Linked DNA regions of Drosophila melanogaster: regions 2 and 3 are each linked to region 1. Evidence: chromatin contacts called from public Hi-C data. All regions are on one chromosome and are shown on one strand. Each heading gives the region's core, a stretch centred on a gene start, on an enhancer-like site or on the middle of the called end of the contact. The rest is flanking DNA. Distances are from core to core; before and after follow the strand shown. Region 1 holds the start of Zip71B (Zinc/iron regulated transporter-related protein 71B). Region 2 holds the start of Vps36 (Vacuolar protein sorting 36). Region 3 holds the start of hzg (herzog).

The links. Hi-C and Micro-C count contacts between places; a contact is called where the count stands out from the background.
Region 2: a Hi-C map of the Kc167 cell line shows a contact between it and region 1, with 2.8 times the contacts expected there. The contact joins the promoter of Vps36 here to the promoter of Zip71B in region 1.
Region 3: a Hi-C map of the Kc167 cell line shows a contact between it and region 1, with 1.9 times the contacts expected there. The contact joins the promoter of hzg here to the promoter of Zip71B in region 1. A contact is called at or near these places in 2 of 107 Hi-C or Micro-C datasets (the Kc167 cell line and the S2 cell line).

The regions. Positions count from the first base shown.
Region 1 is chr3L:14,990,448-14,994,151 of dm6, reverse strand. It overlaps Zip71B (Zinc/iron regulated transporter-related protein 71B), which reads right to left and starts at 1,863. Exons shown (of 4, transcript NM_001316435.1): 1 at 1,537-1,863. The coding sequence starts at 1,680. mnd (minidiscs) reads right to left here. Exons shown (of 5, transcript NM_168601.3): 4 at 3,411-3,704; 5 at 2,485-3,322. The coding sequence ends at 2,936.
Region 2 is chr3L:13,511,511-13,515,214 of dm6, reverse strand. Vps36 (Vacuolar protein sorting 36) reads left to right here and starts at 2,103. Exons shown (of 3, transcript NM_140403.2): 1 at 2,103-2,286; 2 at 2,350-3,075; 3 at 3,134-3,569. The coding sequence starts at 2,191. The coding sequence ends at 3,511. Liprin-beta (Liprin-beta,) reads right to left here and starts at 1,961. Exons shown (of 4, transcript NM_168556.1): 1 at 1,818-1,961; 2 at 1,423-1,733; 3 at 414-1,357; 4 at 1-352. The coding sequence starts at 1,623. It overlaps Spt20 (Spt20,), which reads right to left. Exons shown (of 7, transcript NM_140402.5): 7 at 3,674-3,704.
Region 3 is chr3L:16,002,991-16,006,694 of dm6, reverse strand. It overlaps hzg (herzog), which reads left to right and starts at 1,959. Exons shown (of 6, transcript NM_140568.3): 1 at 1,959-2,346; 2 at 2,621-2,796. The coding sequence starts at 2,715. It overlaps mRpS31 (mitochondrial ribosomal protein S31), which reads right to left and starts at 1,502. Exons shown (of 3, transcript NM_079376.3): 1 at 1,368-1,502; 2 at 848-1,303; 3 at 96-781. The coding sequence starts at 1,405. The coding sequence ends at 145. mib1 (mind bomb 1) reads left to right here. Exons shown (of 4, transcript NM_140569.2): 4 at 1-143.

The DNA.
Region 1 (3,704 bases), core at 614-3,113:
GGAGTAAACGCAACAAAACAACTGCCAGCTGTTTTGTTTTCGGTGAGCGTCCTGAAATCGTTTTTAAAAACAAACCTTAACCTGCTGCACATTTTTCACAGTAGCTATCCACGAAATTTCACGCCGACAAATCGATCGCATTTGCTATTTATTTAACTAATTTGTCAAAGTATATACTCTGGCTGCGATCTATCACCGATAATTACTTGATTTACTTGTCAACGTGCCAGGCAATTATATTTACATCTGAATTCATTTGTTTATTGTTATTCCTCCATTCTGTCGCATATTTGCTGTCGCTAAAGTGGGTGGAGATTCCCCGGGGCGGCGGTGGAGCCCCATCTAATTGCCTCGACAGCGACCTGTCGCCGGGGATCGGGGCGTGTGTCCGGCGTGTGATGAGTGGCTCCAAAGAATTGCCCAGATTCCCAAGATCAGGATGGCGGAATTTGCATATGAACAAACATTAGACACACACGCGCTGGCACACACAAAAAAAAAAAACTATTTATTATGTAGCTCATGAAGCCACCAAATGGCGAATTTTACTTTCATTCAGCTGAGATTTGTTTGTGTGCCAAGTGTGCTATATGTAATCAAATTTGGAATATTAGAATGATGATAGAATACGAGACGGTTGGGTGGGCATGGGACATGAGACATGGGGCATCGGGCATCCAACCCTTAATGTTAGTATGCCGAGTGCGTAAAAAGTAAAAACATTTTTAGTAGCGGCTTGCCATTCAAATGGACACACCGTATTGCGTAGCCCATACGCATGAGTAATGTCAATTGGCTCCGATTGTTCGGAATCGGACGGACTATAGCTTTGGAGTCCATAAGCATAACGATCGCGTTGCGAAAGTTGCGGTTGCTTTTGTATCTTTGGTTTATCGGGCATCCAGTGTGCGCCCATTAGGAGGAGGAGCAAGCAGTCTTATCGGGCTTATCATCTCGTAATCTCCGACGTGGATATAGAAGGATGTCTTGGGCGGGGGGTGGGTGTTGTTCGTCGTGTTGATGCTCAAGTCTCGTACTGTACATCTCACTGTGCCTGTGCTGCTCGTTAGTCTGGATTTTGATTAAATTTATGATAATGCCAGCAATAAAGTCTACGTTTTGTATCATACGAAGTGCCTGCTGTCTGCCCACTGTGTTATAAAATTGCTGCGCGCATATAAAGATTACAACCTTTTAAAAGTGACGCGATAATCGCTGTTGAGAGTGTTTTGGTTGCCCGATCAAGCCGAGTTGGCCAGAACACAATTGTTTCACTTTCACAATGCCCAAATATTTGATTAACTCGTAATCATATGAGAACACCCCCCCCCCTCCCACACATTGTTTTTGTTGCTGGCCCAAAAATGACAAAAACGAGAGAAAAAAAAGAAGACACAAACTCACTAATTTTTTGCCATAACGCTAACCGCAAAAGCTTTGTCCCGTGTCCGACTTTGTTTACCTGTGTTTACCTGTGCTCAAATTACGCTCTTGTGTGTGTTTACAAGGCTAGTTCGATGGTTTATTGGTTATTACCTCAAAGTTGATTGTCCCGCCGTTGCCGTATTTTTGAAATATCTGCGCCACGTATTTGTTGTATTCCGTGGAAGCTGGCACTGTTTTGAAAAATAGTGAGCCCAGGCAAAATAGGTTTAAGACTAGCACCTGCTTTTGGGCCATCGTAATGGACTGAACACTCAGGTGGTGGTAGATAGTATTTCTCTTTTCGTTTTATTCTATTCGTTTTATTGAACCCGGTTATCTACTGGTCACTCGTCATTTCACTGGGGGCTTCACCGGGATTTTTTCGAGTTTTTACAGACGCGTGCGATCCGTAACACTGCAGCCAACTACCGATCCCGTTCAACGGTCTTTTGAAATGACAGTTTCGCCCACGCAACGTTTTATACGACTTTCGGTTCGACGAGCGTCGGCGCGTTCTCCTTTCTCCCTCTCTCCTTCGCCCACTGGGCGGGCAACTCATCGCTCTGCGCACTCGCTACAAACTTAACTGTCATTTGGATTGAGCTTTGGAAAAGCTTTCGCCGGACCATCAAATTTGAGCGCCAAAAATTAATAAAGTCGATTAACCTGTTCATCGGCTAAACTCACATTAAATAGTGTACTCAGCCTTTAAATTGAAAATACTAAAGTTTTACACTTTCCTTTCATAATCTTAAGAATCTGGCTAAATGTTATTATTAAGCAACAATACTTTATACTAAAAACTATCCGGTAGATTGTAACTATGAAGAAAAAGATTGCATACCTAAAGGCGTTGTAAAGGCGCTTTCATCAAGTAGTGAGTTTTAGAACTCGCTGGAGTAGGAAAAATAACTAGAAAATGAAAATATTTAAAAAAATTAATAAATATTGTGGTAGATAATTATGATACTTTAAATAGATACCATGCGAAATGATATAAGTTACTTTTTTACCTTTAAAATGCCAATTTCCGCCCACTTCACAAAAAGTAATAAGATTAAAGTTTAATGTGTTTATTATTAACTTTCTTATACAAAACAAATTCGATTTTTTACATTTCGCAAAAAGTTGCATCAATAATAATTATTACTTACTGAATAAGCTCCTAATTACTTGTATAATATGTAAAAATTGGTTCGCATTTTGTATAACAGGCGTACTTCTGCTTTCGACGAGGAACTCATTTTTTTTGGGTTTGAAATATACATTAAAAGTACGACTAACAAATAATATTAATTGAAGCAGGGACTTCCCTACCAGAATGCATTTGAGTTATTTACAATAACACTTTTGTAATGTTGTGCGTAGGTTTTCAAAATTTCGCGTTGCTAACCTATCTTAGGGGTAAATTGAGACTTATCCTAACTACAAGATATTCCCTTCTATAGTTGCGTTGATCGATACATCCACAAAAGGCCCTCTCTTCCCAAAGTCGTAGAGTCCTGCAGTCCTAGTCGAACTTCTCCTGGTTGGGCATACAGATGAAGAATTTGGAGCACCACAGGTTGATCGCCTGCGAAGTGTCCGCCAGCCATTTGACCGGTTTGTGGATGGTCAGGTAGTAGACCGGAATTCCAGACAGTATAATGATCGTCCCGATTCCTACCACATATGGCGTCTGCGTGCAAGAGAAGATGACCAGGAACAGGCAGACGATCAGATAGATGATGGGCAGCGCCAAGTTGACCTTGATGGGTCGCTCCGTCTTGGGTTGCTTGTAGCGCATCCACAGCAGTCCGGATACCGAGATCAGCGTGAACAACGCCTCCACGTAGCTGACGTAGTTGATTAGTACGTAGACGTCCTCGATGAACAGCAGCAGCAAGGTGAGCACGCCCTGGGAAATTAAAAAAAGAAAAGAACATGATAATTTGATAAAAACAAATATTTATAGATTCTTTACTTAGGTTAAGCCTCTAACTTACCAGGAATATCAGCGAGGGCACAGGTGTCAGGCAATTAACGTTAATCAGCGAAATGGCGGCCGGCAGGTGACCATTCCTTGCACCGACGAAGAAAAGTCGCGAGGACGCGAAGATCGCTCCATTCAGCGAACCAAAAGTGGAGCAGGCCACAGCGAAGGGCATAATCCAGGACATATACCCCAGCATCTTGTCGCCAAACGTGACTGCCACTGCATCTGACGAAAGGATCTCGTCTGGCGAGAGAACCGAAAAGTATGCAATATTCGTGATCATATAGATGACCGTGACCACCGG
Region 2 (3,704 bases), core at 854-3,353, 1.5 Mb after region 1:
GCGCATGCATAAGATTCCCGCTCGCAAGGAGGCTATGTGCAAACAAGAGCTGACGTGCAATTGGGAGAGGTCCTCGAGGGTGAGACGATGCAGCATTCGACCGTCAATCTTGGCCTGCATAAAGTAATCTTTATACTGTGGCAAGCCGATGTCATCCAGCCAGCGTAGAACCCATGTCACATCCAAGCTGGATGCCTTCAGTGTCAGGTCATCAAACTCCTTCCCAGTTAGGTCGTCGATGGCCAACAAGATTTTTTTCCGATGAAGTGGCATCTTTAGGTTTAGCTCTCGTTCGATGTCGACAGGCGAGGCGGTGAAGAACGACACTGATGGATTGGCATTCAACCACTTTCTGTAGGCGGAAATTGTATTTAGTAACTGGGTTCTTCTTGGATTTTGATGACAAAACTTACCGGCAATTGTCCTCATAGCAGCCTAGACCCATGTATGCCAACCAATTGCACACCTCCTGCGCTCCCCAGGTTGTCCAATGTTTTTCATTCTCACCGAACAACGGAGTCTGAGCACTCCACTCAATTCGACCGCCTGCCGTAGCTCGGGCTCCTCCTCGTCGAAACTCGGGCTCTGCCTGCTCCAAGGCGGTCAGCTCGCAGTTGCTGCTGTTGCTGCGTCGTAGCTTACCAAGTATGTTGCGCAAGCCACGGGCAGATCTTTCCCTCAGCTTTGGTGAGGGTGTAAACTGCGACATAAAGCTGGAAGTCATTGCATCCTCCGCTTGATGATGATTGTCATCAATCAAAATGTGTTCGTTCGAAGCAAAGGCCACGTTTCGCTGCTTGCCGCTGCTGTTGGCATTGACGTCTAAGGCACGATTGTTATTGTTGTTCACAAACTTGCCATGCGATCTTGGCAGGCTGTGGAACTGCGGTTTGATTTGGTGCCGCAGTGCAGAGGGCGGTGTCTTGGGCGATCCCATAAAGGCCTTCTGATTAATGTTGCTCAAACTGCCGTAAGGAATATTGGCGGAAATGGCGCTACCTCCATCGTTAGCCTGCTCTAATGCAGTACGGTGCAGTTTTAGTTCACTTAAGGCACTCATTAGCTCCAGCTTTTGCGTCTCGAGGGCGGAACTAGAAATCATCTGTCGTTGCAGTTGCTCTTCCTTGGTACACAACTGCTGGCTCTTTTCCGTTATCAGACCCTCCAGCTCGATAATCTTGTCCGCTTGTTCTGACACTCGTTCCGCCAGCATCTGATACTGCAGGGCTAAGCCCTCCTTATCCCGTTGCAGGCGACGCATACGCTCGTCGGAATCCTGACGAGGTATGTGCGTCTCCAGCCAGTCGCTGATAATGGCCGCCGTGACAGGATCCGGTGCTGGAGCAGCCAGTCCGACCTAAAGTGATAAGCGTAAGTGTAAGCCCTCCGTTTCTAGACCTTATCATAGTCAGTGTGACTCACCTGTTGCAGGGCGAGAGCCAAAGTCTTAGCTGTTGACAAAACATTAGTGGCCGAAATTAAGTTGCGTTCGCTGAGTGTCAGGGAAGACCCTGCTCCGGATATAGAAACGGATCCCGCCTGTGTCGCGGTACTCGATATAAGGCCGTCCATTTGCTGTAATGCTGCCTCGAGCATTTTGCTGCCCTCCGCCACAGTCGCCATGAAGTCCAAATCAAAGTCTCGCTAATCCCGGGTGATCGATGTGTGGTGTGCTTATTGCGCGACTAGTGCATTGTTATGTAAGCAGGTCAGGCAGGGCACGTCATTTTGCACTGGTTTAGGGGAAAATGGCATTTATGGTTATTAATTTCAGCACTAATTGGGGAAAACTATCACGAAAATAGAAGCTGCTGCACCGTTCTGCTTCTTCTTCTCGCACACCAGCCCAGCCACTTATCGATAGTCAGCGAACGCAGAATTGTGTGTAGGAGCAACATCCGATAGTTTGCTAGATGGTCTAAAGTCTACAAAACAAATTTTAAAACAAAATTAATTTTAAGTAACGTATAAAAATGCCTAAACACATTTTAATTACATTTTTTGGGGACAAAGTATGCAATATATCTAGATGTGTACAGCTATATTTGGTTTTCCATACCCGATATCTACTGTACAAAAAAGATACCATCACTAATAAGCAGGTGGAACGGTGGAGTCACGAAAGATGTGTCATCTCCAGCCAGAGCCACAACAAAACAAATATTAAGGATAAAATAACAAATATCTGAAATGAATCGCTTCGCTTATGTGGAGGCCCGTCTGAGTCCCAATGAATCCTTCGTCAGCCGCGACAACAGGGTAAAAATATACGATGGCGACCAAAAGGTGAGCAGCTAGTGAATTCGCACAATACGAAACCGGGTCTTTATTAGACTCAAATCCTTTCAGACGGACTTTGAAGACGGCGAAGTGGTGCTCACCACACACCGACTGTTTTGGGGTCGCCCTGGAGAGATTGCCCGGGCCGCCGTAACACTTTGCCTGCCACTCAGCTATGTGATATCCGTCAGCGAAGAGACTACTGCCTCTAACTTCTTTGGCCGCAAGACTCGCATAATCATGCATCTGCATCCTCCAACGTCGGACAAAGGACCCGGCCCACTGGACACCAGTCGCGCCACCCACATCAAACTGTCGGGCAAGAATGGCCTGAGTGTCGAGTTCCACAGTGCCTTGCGGGAGACTCTAAATGCCCGCGTCTGGGAAATCCTCTTGACCAGCGAGATCATCATCAATGGCGTGGCCAGCAGTCCAACCTTGGAGCCTGCCAACGACAGGCTGGCCCGCATTCAGAAGAGGACAGGAATTGGGGGCATCGAACGGCATTTGGAGGCAAAAGCCAAGGCCACGGATGAGAACATAGCACTTGCCTTTCAGGATCTCAGTGTTCTAATGGCCATGGCCAAGGACATGGTAGGAGTGTCCAAGACAATAAGCAGCAAGATACGCAAACAGAAGGGAGAAATATCTGACGATGAAACGGTGCGTTTCAAATCCTACCTCATGAGCCTGGGCATCGATGATCCCGTCACGCGGGACAACTTTACCAGCAATTCTGCCTACTTCAGTAGCCTGGCCCGACAGATTTGCGAAATGCTGCTGGATCCTATCGAGGTAGGAACTGTATTAAAAAGTTATACTTTGTATTGACACTTACTTTATTACCCCTTAGGAGCAAGGTGGCATGATGTCCTTGGCTGATGTCTACTGTCGTGTAAACCGCGCTCGTGGTCTGGAACTGCTATCGCCTGAGGACTTGCTGCACGCCTGCGAGCAGCTTAGTGGTCCAATACGCCTGCGCAGCTTTCCCAGTGGCGCTAGAGTGCTACAACTGGAGTCCCACGATGATGCCCTAATTGCCGTTGACACATTGGAGAAGGTGGAGGCTGCCGAGTCTCTGGCTGTGGAGGAACTGGCCAAGCAGCTGGGAATTTCACTCCTGCTGGCCAAGGAGCGATTGCTAGTGGCCGAACGTTTGGGCAAGGTGTGTCGCGACGAGTCCGTAGAGGGACTGCGGTTCTATCCAAATCTTCTGCTAGGCCGGGACTAATTTCAATGTGAATGTGTGCTTGTTGTTATGGTTAATAAAGATATTTGACTTTTTATTTAAAGCAGGAGTTTTGAGTAGAAAGTGAATATCCTTTAAAGGTCCTTACCATTTTCAGTTCCATCGCAATGACAAGACTGAGTTCTTAATTTCATTTCACACTTTATTGATTAACGGAGCTTCTGCTTTGACTTTG
Region 3 (3,704 bases), core at 710-3,209, 1.0 Mb before region 1:
ACAGCCTTCGAAGTATTAGGATATTTAAAGGACTCACATTCTTATACACACATATATACACACACAATATCATATATATAACTATATATCGGATTGGTCTTATAAAGCAAAAATATATTTTTAACAAATATTCAAACAAAAACATTAAGCAGAAATACTTTTGCTTGGCTCCTTGCTAATCAGATCCCTCAGAATGTCCTTCTTGGCCTGGAAATAGTCACGGAACCAGAAAATGTGATCCTTCTTCTCCTGGGCAGTCAAGTAGGGATTCTTGGACAAGCCGACGCAGACGAGCTCCATGAAATGGCGAATAGGCCCCTTGCTAGGACACCAATCCTCGAGATGTTGTTCCAGAAAAATGTGTTCCGAGAAGTCCACGTTATGCTCGTCCTCCCAATCCTGCTCATTGTTGATGGGAAAGCGCCACACCTTCTTTTGATCCGTCCACAGGACCATTTGCTCGAAGTAGTTTGCCGGGGGATGGGAAGCTTGTAAACTAAGCTCCCGCTCACTCAGCTGTGACCAGGTTGAAAGGATGTCGTTGGAAATCGGCAGCTGGGTATCCTTGAAGATACCCAACGGTTCCCCGCCGTACAAATTGACACTGCCCGTAAAGGATTCAGCCTCTCGTTTGGTTTGCCTCTGTGACCGCTGATAAGCCCCATCTCGATTCTGTGGCTTGAATCTGGAAGCCAGCGAGCGGCGAACGTACTCGCCGCGGGTCTGCTCCACCTGCTGCGGCTGCTGACGACGATCGATCTTCATGCCCACGATAATATCACTGTTGTGTAAGGAAAATAAATTTTATTAGATTATCCATTAATGCGAGAAAATCATTTTTACACACCTCAGATTGAGTTCCTTATCACCAGAAGGAGATCCCGAAACATCCGCCGTCTGATTTTCTCCGGTCGCTGCTGAAGAGGACTCGCTTCCATGGCCAAGGAGTTTGGCCAATAGCTCAGACTCTGTCTGCTTCTTGTCGCTCTCACTGGTGCCCAGCATGCTAGCAATGTTCTTGGCCGCAGTTAGAACATTCTTGGCGGCTGCCTCCTGTTTCTGGGCCTCCCTCCGCTTCCTGTTGGCATCACCAGGACGTGGAAAGTCCGATGCCGAGAGCTGATCCGTGGCCTGCATGGTGCCCAACAGGCGGTTCAGCCGCTGGGCCGCCGTTTCCACAGGTTCCTCCTTCTTCTTCGTGGGCTTTTCGTCGTCCGAAGAGGAGTATCCATCGTCGTTTTTGGACTGCGAAGAGGAGTAGTTGACCAATCCCACGTTTTTGAAGGCAGACGGTAGCAGGGAACTGAAAAATAAATAGTCGAGTGACGGATTTCTTTTGGTTATTTCAAATTAGACGGGTGGCCTACCGTAGGCCCAATCTCTGGGAACTTCGTACGGCCAACATTTTATAATATTTCTTTGATAATTTTAACTAGAAATAAGACCAAAGAAATCGCTCGCGTAACAACAATTCGGCGGAGAGTTGCCAGACCAGATGAACTGTTTGCACTGCCGTTTAAGCTAGTTTATAGTTAAATTTGGCTTTATTTTATGTTTGGCTTCCCTTGTCCTATTTCTTATAGTGTTTTGATTGAAAATATCCTTAACTAACCTAATCATTTCATGGACATTTGTTTTTTATCTGATTTGATATAATTTGAAATAAAATGTTCTTAAAATTGCATTTTGAATCAAGAATTTTATAGATTAACTTGACCACAGTTGGCAGCCCAAATTGCACCAGATAGTATGACCTTTGATTATCGAATTTGGAAATCTATGAAAATAATTATGTAGTTCAAAACAAGCTCCTTTTATAGAATTCTACATTCTCCTTGTAAGTAATTAACTTATAATCAAGCCTTTCTTCAACCTGTGATTCTAAGGTAAACACGAAATGTTACCACTTTTTCTTTGCACTTGGTAATAAGTCTCGCATCCACCGCGGTCACACTAATCACACGTTTTGTTTTTTGCGCTATTCCTGTTACTTTTTTTCGACGTACACACGCGTTTTGTTATTTTGCGCGATTAATTAATGGCAAAAAATAAAAAAAATAAATAAATAACGAGACGAAATAACGAAAACACCAGCGGCCGAGCTAGTGTGCGTGCGAGAGTGTGTGTGAGTGCTGTGTCTGTGTGGGCGTTTATAAATAAAACGCTGCGAAGCTGTGTGCGAAAAGCAGACGCGGATAAAGAAGTAAAAGAATGAGCGCAACCAAAAACAAGAGCGAAGGAAAGAAAGAAAGTGTTTTTTATTGAAATTCGTTGAAAAGTTTTAAATTTACTAAAACAGAGAGGCGAAAGTGCAACAGAGCGAAAGAGAGAGCGATAAATAGCGAGGTGAATATCAAAGGGAAACCCATTTGCATCGAGAAATAAAACGAAGCGAACGGACGGCCAAAGCGTAATTGTAAAATTCCACTGTCTGGGGCAGGCTATCAATTGGTGCATGTGTGTGTGTGTGAGCTATATATACGTGGTAGATGTATTATATATGTACGACATATATACTGCACGACACTTACCATATATACGAAGAAAACATGGAATCATCTCGCGATAATTGCCATATCCAATGTATCTCTATCTCTCATGTGTGCGCAACATTTTGCAGCTATCCTATACGAAACCGATCTGAATCAGTATCTGAATCCGAATCCGATTTATCAACCTGTTAAGCGAAGTGGAGCCACAAACCGAGTGCTTAAATGGATGCAACATCAATAATAACGCAAGTTTCCCGCGACGACGAGCAACTGAACGTCTATCCCAGCTATCCCAATGACAAAGGTGAGAACAAATAATGGGGGCCAAACTGGGGAAATCGCTGAAAACGCAGTCCGCATACACATACATATATTTAAAGCTCCCTTCATGACTCATCGCCACTCGAAGGCGTCACAACAAAGACGAAAGGACACTTGTCCGCTGCCAAGAAGTTTCCCCCACTTACCAACCACCACCCACCATAACCTCCCAAAGAAGAGGGCCCAACACCCCGCTGACCTTTCTAACACACCCAATTGCGGTCAATATAATTGTGGGAATAAGTTAGTTGTACATATGTCGTACTTTCCGAAAGTAGCAGCAAGTTAAATGGCATTGGCCTTTTTAATTTGTACAGGAACCACTCCAAAAACAAACTGATGAAAGACAAAAGTGCTTTTAATTCGAAAAATATATTCAAACAACATGCAATTAACTTGTAGCTGGAAAAAGTTGTTCAATTCTGTCTAAGCTAAATATTTAAATTAACGTTAGCTATTATCTGTTTGCACGACTGTGACCAGTTTGCTGTACTTTCTGTAATTTGAAACCAATTAAATGGCAATTTCTTTTCTTTAATTGGGAATCTAATTTCCATTTTAAATGTCTGTACTTTTTCTACTTTCAAGGTAGACTAGGAGTTTGAATTTATAGACACATTATTGTGTAAAAATCAGACTTATGTTTTCTTAATAGATTGTTCGACTTTGATAACTGTACTATGCTAGCAAAAATTACCTTTAAATATTCAAAGGTATCAATTTATTAATCAAAAATGTCCCCAGTCATGCATTTACATTTAAATAAATGGGCTTGCACAGGTTTTCACTGCGATGAATAACAATACTTAATAATAGTGTTATTTTCACGCCAGTTGTGCCTGTCTGTTGTGTTTGTTTCGCCCCTTTTTTATTCAGCACACAGTGTTTTCT